Linked DNA regions of Rattus norvegicus: region 1 is linked to region 2. Evidence: chromatin contacts called from public HiChIP or PLAC-seq data. All regions are on one chromosome and are shown on one strand. Each heading gives the region's core, a stretch centred on a gene start, on an enhancer-like site or on the middle of the called end of the contact. The rest is flanking DNA. Distances are from core to core; before and after follow the strand shown.

Region 1 (4,497 bases), core at 1,224-3,723, 590 kb after region 2:
AAAGTAGAGGGGAAAGCTTAATCGACTACCTTGCACTGAACAATCATGTGCTAATAATTGTTGAAGCTGGGAAATTACTAGCTACATTCCCCTCGCCTTTATTAGATATTTAGAAGCAAATGCCTAACATTTCACATTTCATATGGCCTTGGGTCATCTGGAAATCAAGTTGTTTGTTTATTAGTTCTTAGGTAAATCAAGTTCTGAGATTACTTCAGTTACTTTCCAATCCTATTTCAGTTTGGTTCATTTTCTTGACAAGAAATGATGTAGCTGAAATTCTGCTTCCACCACTAAAGTTCATTTCTGGATTCAAACAAACCAATATTTACACAGATGCTTTATAATAACAACTGTTTGTTGCTATAATAAATCAAGCAAATAGTCCAAACTAATCTATTTAAGTCTAGAATATACCTGCACTTTATTTATAACCTGGAATTTTCCCTGAGATAAAAAAAAAAAAAAAAAAAAAAAAAAAGCACTGTAATCCTTCAGACTTTCGGGAAGTTTCATTTAAAAATCTTTTATATCCCTAGCATAGTGGCATGAAGTTTATAATCCTAGCATTCTGGAGGGTGAGGCTGAGGGATCAACAAGTTCAGGACAGTCTGGGCTATACTTTAGGACACCGTCACAATAATCTTTCATAACAATATTACAATAATGATGGTACTGTCACAACTTTCAAAGCACTTATACAATTCTGCATGGACTTTTACTACTCAGTATGGACTGAATAGGACCAAGAACAGACACTCTAATGAAGTGTCAGATCACAGCTAGCCACATGGCTTAAGCACCTGTAGGTAGGTGCATACTGTACCCTCCTACTCTGAAAGCACTTATCCTTAAAGGGAAAGAAAAGAGAGTTTTGATGGTTTTAAGGCAATGTCTTACTATGCAGTCCAGAATGGCCTTGAACTTGAAGTTCTCCTGCCTCAGCCTCTACAGTAGTAGAGATTTTCAGGCATGCCCTGTCACATCTAGAAAGCATTTCTGTCTTATTATCTACTAAATGTCTATGCTGCTATCAAGTACAGGGTCTGGTCTAACAACCCGATCTTAGAGATGGACACACACAAGGCAGTTCATTATTGCAGAGACTTAAATGAGACTGACGTGCACAGGAACAAAAAGATTTGATATTTACTTAACACAAAAAATGTTCCCAAAGGCTGAGGATATATATAGCTCAGTGGGAAAGCACTTGTCCAGGCCCCACTTGTTCAATCCCCAGCACAAGGAGGGAAACCCTTTTCCAATAATTCCATGTTTCCTGGCAGACATTAAACACACAAGTTTGTACTTAAATGACGTTTTATCCCCTGCCTGATAACAATCCCTCGACACCAATAGTTCCTATCGTTTTCCAAACACCTAACTACAGGCTCCACAATCTCCCAATTTCCACCTCTTCGGATGCTGGCCTCCCCCGCCCTCCTCTCAGAGTCACAGAATTACAAGTAAAGAGTGAACTCGACAAACTGGCTTAACCGAGTCAAATTTGGGATCCAAACAACAGAATAAGAAGGGAGGTGGGGCATTACCTGCAATTCACACCAGGCGACTTCCACAGTGGTTTCGGTGTCCAGACCTTTGTAGACCGTCTTAAAGGAGCCTCTGCCGATTTCGATGTCAAATTTGAGAAAGCGACCGTCATTGGACATTCCCACTGCCTTGGTCTCCAGCTCTTCGATATCATCCTGTTGCTGGTTCCTTTCCTCCTGCGGCTCTTTGGCACTGGCACCACCGCTGCCACTTCCACTTCTGGACGGCGGCGGCTCCTCTTTGCTACCCACGAGGCTGGGCTGGGACACCGGGCGGTCTTTGCTGGTACTGCTGGGGACGGTCGCGGTGGCCGAGCCTACAACGGCTTGTTCCCCAGGGGAGGCAGCAGCCGAGGGTTGCTGAGACACCTGGGAAGCAACGGTGGCCGTCAAAGTTTCCTCTCTGTGAGGCTCGGGTGGAGCACTCTGAGGCACCACTGCGGGTACACTAGGTTGAGGGATAGAGAGAGGGAGGCCCGGCAGCTCCAACGCCGTGGCATTGGAGTCGCAGATGACGCTTCGGCGGAAAAATCGGTGCTCCGTGGGGGTAGTGGTGGCGGCCGCCCCACGACTGTCCTTGTCCATAGTGTGCCGGCGGCGCCGGTATTCCTCTGTCCTGCCAATTCCGGAGTCGGCGACCGCGGCCCCCAGTTTCTCGCCCACGGAAGAATCGGAGCTTGAGCCATTCTTGGGGACTGGAGCCGGAGGCGAAAGGAAGCCAGGAGTGCCGCTCTGCTTCTCTGCGGTGCCGTCAGACATGGTTGGTCCGGTGGAGTGAAGAATGCGGGCTCGGATTTATGAATGAAAAGGGAAAAGGGTGGCCCGGAGAAGCCACCAAGAAGTGCTGGGCAGCGCTCCTACGGCGGGCTCGGAGCCACCGGACGACTCCCACTCAGCACTGACAAGGCGCCCCGAGGGCGACGCGGGACACTGAGTCCGGCTGCGGCGGCTGCTGGCACCGAGGCTGCTGCGGCTCACGGAGCGGGCTCGTCGGCGAGCGAGGAGGGAGCGGAGCCACGGGGGTTAGCGCCGCACAGTCCGCATCCATCCTGCAGCCAGCGGAGGCCGGTAGGGCTGTGGCAGCAGAAGCGCCGCAGTCATGAGGAGCAGGGCGCGGAATTGGCTCCCAGGCGAGCGGATGCGACGAAAGTGAAGACGGCTAAGCTCCCGCCGCAGCCGCCGCCGCCGCCGCCCGCCGAGCACGGCGGGATAGGCCCTGAGGGCGGAGGCACAGCGCGCGAGGGACGAGCCCCGACGCCGGGCGGTGGCAGCCCGGGGCACAGGAGTGGGAGGGGCCGCGCAGGGGAAGGAGGGCCGAGGCCCGGGTTCCCGGTCTCTCGGCCGCCGCCTCAGGCAGCACGCGCCCCGAAGAGGGGACCAGTCTCAGAGGGCGCCCATCACTAGATGCTGAGGGCGGAAGCCTCGAAGCCTCGAAGCCTGAGGAGCGGCCCCCCCCGTCCCCGAGGCCTCCCCGCCCGCCCCGGGCCTGGCGAACCTCTTCCCCTCTCTGGACGGCGCCGGGGGCAGAGGAGGGAGGGAACTGTGGGGAGGGGAGGGCCGCTCACCGCGGGGCCCGGGCTCCGCTACTTCTCTGACCAGGAGGAGAGGAGACCGAAAGAACTGGGAGGAGGGGGAAAGGGAGAGAAGAGAGCAGTCACCCCACTAGGAGCCTTCTGTCAGCGAAGAAGGGAGTACGGGATGGCCGAGCAGAAGAAACGCGTCCGCCCGGGAAACTCTCCGCTTTAAATGGCGCCGATGTCTGAAGCCTCCACACAGCCCGCTTGGACCCCGCCCCCCGCCGCCCGGGGCGGCCCCGCCCACATCGCGCTCGGGGGCTCTCGCGCAGGCGTGCGGAGCTCGAGACACGATGGGATTTGTAGTTTCTGAGTGAAAACCGTGAAATGGGCCTAGGAGGAACGCGCCTACTACTTCCGTGATGCCCTGCGATTGCTCTAGCCTGGTGCCTCCTGGGAATTGTAGTTTCTTTTTTGAAAACCGCCCCTTCTGAAAGCCTGATGGGAGCGTCATCCTGGGTCGCTCAATTCCATTCCAAACTCAGTACTCCCTATCAAAATCATTATTTAAGAATCAATCGCAAAAGAAGAGAAGAAAGGAGAGAAAAAAGAAAAGAGAGAATGAGAGACTTCCGTCATGCTCTACTTAGACAGCTCATAAAGCTGCCATGGATTGAAAAATGATCTGTTGTTCGTCTTTAATGGAGAGCCTCCTTAGTGTTGAGTGATTAGAGGTGTGGGAGTGAAGAAGAAGGTAAAGCTGGATAGAGCCTGAGTTCGAAGAGTTCCGGGAAACTTTGTGAAGAGTACACATAAGATCACTGTTGATTAGATGGGTTAGGGAAGACAAAATATATTCCATCCTTCTCTTCACAACAACTAAAGCCACATGCTCATCTCCAGTTTCCAAACAAGTACTTTGGCTGCAAAGATGGGCTGCCTACTAAATAAAACCCAGGATCAGAGCGGACCTCTTTGCTTTGCCAGAAACTTAACGGGAACCAGAGTTGTGGGGGGCGGGGAGAGGCGGGTGACAGGCAAAGGAGGAGGTCGAGTTCGAAAGTAGTCTACGTCTTTGATCTTTGATTACAAATTTGAGAGGACATAGTTGACTTTCGCCTCTATATTTGAGTAAAATTTATTTTCCTTTTGTTTTGTTATACTCCCCCTCGGTGGCTCAGTAAAGCATCCCCTTTAGCATATGTATACATATGTGAATAACACCAAGACGCGGAACTAGGGAAACCTAGATCCGTGCAGTTACAGTAATGGAATTCTTCTCTTCAAAATATCCCTAGTGCTTCCTGGACCACCTTTGCTACTACGTAAGATTATAGTTGTAATGAGCACCAGGGGGCACCAGACAGAGAAGGAAATCAAATTTCTGAGCCAGATGGCAGTTACAAGTCTTAACCCAACCGGTGAGAGCGGGA
Region 2 (4,244 bases), core at 625-3,124:
CCAAGCCTGACCAGCTGAGTGTTATCTTCAGCACTCATACAGTAGGAGCAGAGAACAGATGGCCCCGGAGGCTGCTTAAACAGAAGATAACCCAGATGACCCCAGGAGGACAGTGCACACTGAGGCATAGCCAGAACTGTTACACTGTACATCACGAATTATTTGGTGACAAACAATGTTTTCTATTATTCAGGAAGGTCATGAAAGTCAACAGGCCTCAACGGACTGTGAAATGTGAGATACAGGCCTGCAAGAATTTTAGCCTCTGCATTTCCTGATAAAGACCTTCCGGGTGGGATTTACTGCTTATTGTGTCTGTTAGTTCTTCTGTATGCACTTGGGTCTAAAAAGTATCTGTTTCTTAGAAAAGAGGAGTGGCTAAAAGCTAAGGAGATCATATTCCGAATTTGGAACATATCCCAAATCTTGTTCAGCGCAAGATGTCAGCAGGTAAGGTTACTACCACCAAGTCTCCTGATCTGAGTTCGATGCTGGAATCCACGTGACAGAAGGAAAGGAATGGCTTCTTCAATTGTATACTGGCTCTGCAACATGCTCCCTCCCCCATTAAACAAACACAGTATAATAATTTTTAAAAAGACTTGTTCAGGTTCCCAAAGAGTCAAGGAAACCAGATAAGTCAGGTTGTTTTATATCTAGAAGCGTGAACTTGTAACTTAATTCTCAGGATCCTTTTTTTTCTGAACTAAAAACTCTTCAGGGGTAGTAAAAACACAATTCTGAAATCCTATCCTTCATGCAGATATTTAAGACCCGAGGCTACACTGTATAGAATTGAGCTCTGCCCTAGGTTCATAAAATATACATAAAACACAAGGCTGGTGCATCTTTAACCAAACCAAACAGCATATGTGTGTCAGCACCTACAGACATACTAGGTATCCCTACAGTTGGGCCAGGCAATCTGTAGTCTAAGAGGCTGAAGAGAAAGACAAAACCAGGTGTAGGTTAGACAGCAAGGCAGGAGCAGAAGCGGTGGGAAGTTATGACACAAAGTTGGAAGGGAAAGGAACTCACATGGGTGTACGGAAAAGAAGACTGTAGACCGAAGGCACTCTGGACAACTTCCAGAAATTTCTAGAGTGAGAACTGTCAAACTATCCTGACTAAAACCCACTTTCTCCTCCAATTTAAGACTCAATACTGAAGAGAAAGGAATGGTGGGAAGGCTGCCCGACTGGGGCAGTGGGTGTGGTGAGATGGTTAAAGTAATGCGGGCAAGAAGGGATGGAGTATGCGGGCAAGAGAGGATGCAGTATGCGGGCTGGAGAGGACGTGGAGTGAGCGTGGACACCGAGGGGAGCGGCCCGTGGGACACCGGGCGCTCTTAAGGGCTGCGCGATGCGGCGAGGCTGCCAGCCATCCTGGCGCGCATGGGGTTAAGCCTCCGCGGCCGAGGGCAGAGCCCGGTTTCCAGGGAAACGGCTCCGCCAGTTCCGGCGGCGCGGGCGCGTACCACTGAGCAGGGGTGCCGGCGCGGAGGACGCGAAGGGCGCAGCGCGGCTGGCCGACTCCTGGGGCGCGGGCCCGATTACGCCGGTGAGTTCGCCACGTCCCGCTGCCCGCGGCCGTGAGCCGAACCCGCGCGGCCTAGGCCTGGGAGGAGCGGCGCGCGGCGGCTTCGGAGTTCCCCCGCGCAGCGGCCGAGTGCCAGCAGCCCGGGGCTGGGCGGTTTGAACCGCGGACGGCAGACAAAGGCAGCAGGAAGCCGTCCGCAGCCCGAGCGCCCGGCCCGGGCCTCGCCGGCGCGCGCAGCAGCGACGCGGCCGGGCGCGGGATGCCGCAGGGCTCGGGGCGGCGGCGGCGCGCGGGCGCGGACGCGGCGCCCGCCCCAGCCGGGATGTGAGGCCCGAGCGGCCGCGCGGGGGCGGGAAGGGAGGCAGGAAGGAAGCGCCGCTCGGACGCGCCGGGAGGAGGAGCGGCGGCCCGGCCGGAAGGCGGGGAGGGGCGGCCGTTGGCCCGCGGCGGCCCGCTCTCGGCGCCTCCCGGGGCGGCGGCGCCCGCGCCTCCTGCACCCGGCGCGGCGTAGCGGCGGGAGGAAGATGGAGACCCACATCTCGTGCCTGTTTCCGGAGCTGCTGGCCATGATCTTCGGCTACTTGGACGTCCGAGACAAGGGTCGCGCGGCGCAGGTGTGCACGGCCTGGCGGGACGCCGCCTACCACAAGTCAGTGTGGCGGGGCGTGGAGGCCAAGCTGCACCTGCGCCGGGCGAACCCGTCGCTGTTCCCCAGCCTTCAGGCCCGGGGCATCCGCCGCGTGCAGATCCTCAGCCTCCGCCGCAGCCTCAGCTACGTGATCCAGGGCATGGCGAACATCGAGAGCCTCAACCTCAGCGGCTGCTACAACCTCACCGATAACGGCCTGGGCCACGCGTTCGTGCAGGAGATCGGCTCGCTGCGCGCTCTCAACTTGAGCCTCTGCAAGCAGATCACAGACAGCAGCCTGGGCCGCATAGCCCAGTACCTCAAGGGCCTGGAGGTGCTAGAGCTGGGGGGCTGCAGCAACATCACCAACACCGGCCTTCTGCTCATCGCCTGGGGGCTGCAGCGCCTCAAGAGCCTTAACCTCCGCAGCTGCCGCCATCTCTCAGACGTGGGCATCGGGCACCTGGCCGGCATGACGCGCAGCGCTGCCGAGGGCTGCCTGGGCCTGGAGCAGCTCACTCTACAGGACTGCCAGAAACTCACGGATCTTTCTCTGAAGCACATCTCGCGAGGGCTGACGGGCCTCAGGCTCCTCAACCTCAGCTTCTGTGGCGGGATCTCGGACGCGGGCCTTCTGCACCTGTCGCACATGGGCAGCCTGCGCAGCCTTAACCTGCGCTCCTGCGACAACATCAGCGACACTGGCATCATGCATTTGGCCATGGGCAGCCTGCGCCTCTCCGGTCTGGATGTGTCATTCTGTGACAAGGTGGGAGATCAGAGCCTGGCTTACATAGCCCAGGGACTGGACGGCCTCAAGTCCCTCTCCCTTTGCTCTTGCCATATCAGTGACGATGGCATCAACCGCATGGTGCGGCAGATGCACGGGCTGCGCACGCTCAACATTGGACAGTGTGTGCGCATCACGGACAAGGGACTGGAGCTGATCGCTGAGCACCTGAGCCAGCTCACAGGCATAGACCTGTACGGCTGCACTAGGATCACCAAGCGCGGCCTGGAGCGCATCACGCAGCTGCCCTGCCTCAAGGTACTTAACCTGGGACTTTGGCAGATGACGGACAGTGAGAAGGTCAGGTGAGGGCGGCAGTTCCAGTTACCCTGCCCCGCCCTGTTCATCCCAGGACCACCACTGTTCCCGCACCCTCACGCGCGCACTTACACATTCAGGGCAGTGGCCGCGATGGGGCGATGACGCGAAGCCTGGGCTCTTTTCTCCTAGTCTGGCGCCCCTCCCCACTGCGTCTGGGGTTCTTCTGCTCCCTCTACCCACTCTCCTCTCCTTTCGCAGTGAGTGGAGAGATGGACCCTGCTGCTTCTCTGCCCACTCTTCTGCAGGGTGTGGAGACTTTCAGCCACCGCCAACTGTATCCTGGGGCACTGCATTTGGAAATGGGGTGGGGGCGGGGAGGGACTAGTTTCAACCCCGAGGAGTTGAGGAAAGATGTCTGCCTTCACGTATACTTTCATTTGGATACTGTGATCTGGCTTTTATTTCGAAATGTGTAGAAAGCAAGCCCGACTAAAGCAGCCTTTTCATCCACATTGTAGCCAGTCTCCTCTCATCGCTGCCCTTCGGTGTCTGCGACTCACTTCGGTTTTGGTTTTGTTCTTGTTCTTTTTTGGTTTTGTTTTTTTATCTGCTTTCCTTTTAATTTTCAAAGAATTTGAAATCATAGTCCTTTTTTTCTGCTGAGTATATTCTATATATTCTATATATATATGTGTCCTATATATATGTGTCTGGCTACCTCGTTTTAGTTTACTTTTTTCTCTTAAGCCCTGGAATTCTACAAGAGAGATATTTTGAGATTGAAACATTTTTGTGCCTAGACTGGAAAGATGCCCACTGGGTTTGTATCTGTTTTTGGTTTTGACTTCTTCCTAACCTCCCTCTGCCCAGTGTGTTCACTTCCGCATCCTGGCTATGACTTTACCCCTTGTATTGGGTTTTGATGACCCAACCTTGTTTCTAAAGATTGACTTAATTTATAGCACAAATGTATGGGAGGAATGAGAGCAGAACTTCCTTTTCGTTTGTTTGAGATGCAGATTGAGT

What was found. HiChIP or PLAC-seq counts read pairs in DNA pulled down with a chosen protein or histone mark.
Region 1: an H3K27ac HiChIP or PLAC-seq map of oligodendrocytes shows a contact between it and region 2, with 4 times the contacts expected there. The contact joins the promoter of Wnk1 here to the promoter of Fbxl14 in region 2. A contact is called at or near these places in 1 of 12 Hi-C or Micro-C datasets (frontal cortex) and 1 of 1 datasets of contacts at active chromatin or transcription factors (oligodendrocytes).

What each region holds. Positions count from the first base shown.
Region 1 is chr4:154,923,674-154,928,170 of GRCr8, forward strand. Wnk1 (WNK lysine deficient protein kinase 1) reads right to left here and starts at 2,474. Exons shown (of 28, transcript NM_001002823.2): 1 at 1,551-2,474. The coding sequence starts at 2,309.
Region 2 is chr4:154,332,946-154,337,189 of GRCr8, forward strand. It overlaps Fbxl14 (F-box and leucine-rich repeat protein 14), which reads left to right and starts at 1,875. Exons shown (of 1, transcript NM_001271276.2): 1 at 1,875-4,244. The coding sequence starts at 2,064. The coding sequence ends at 3,266. It also overlaps a transcript of Wnt5b not described here.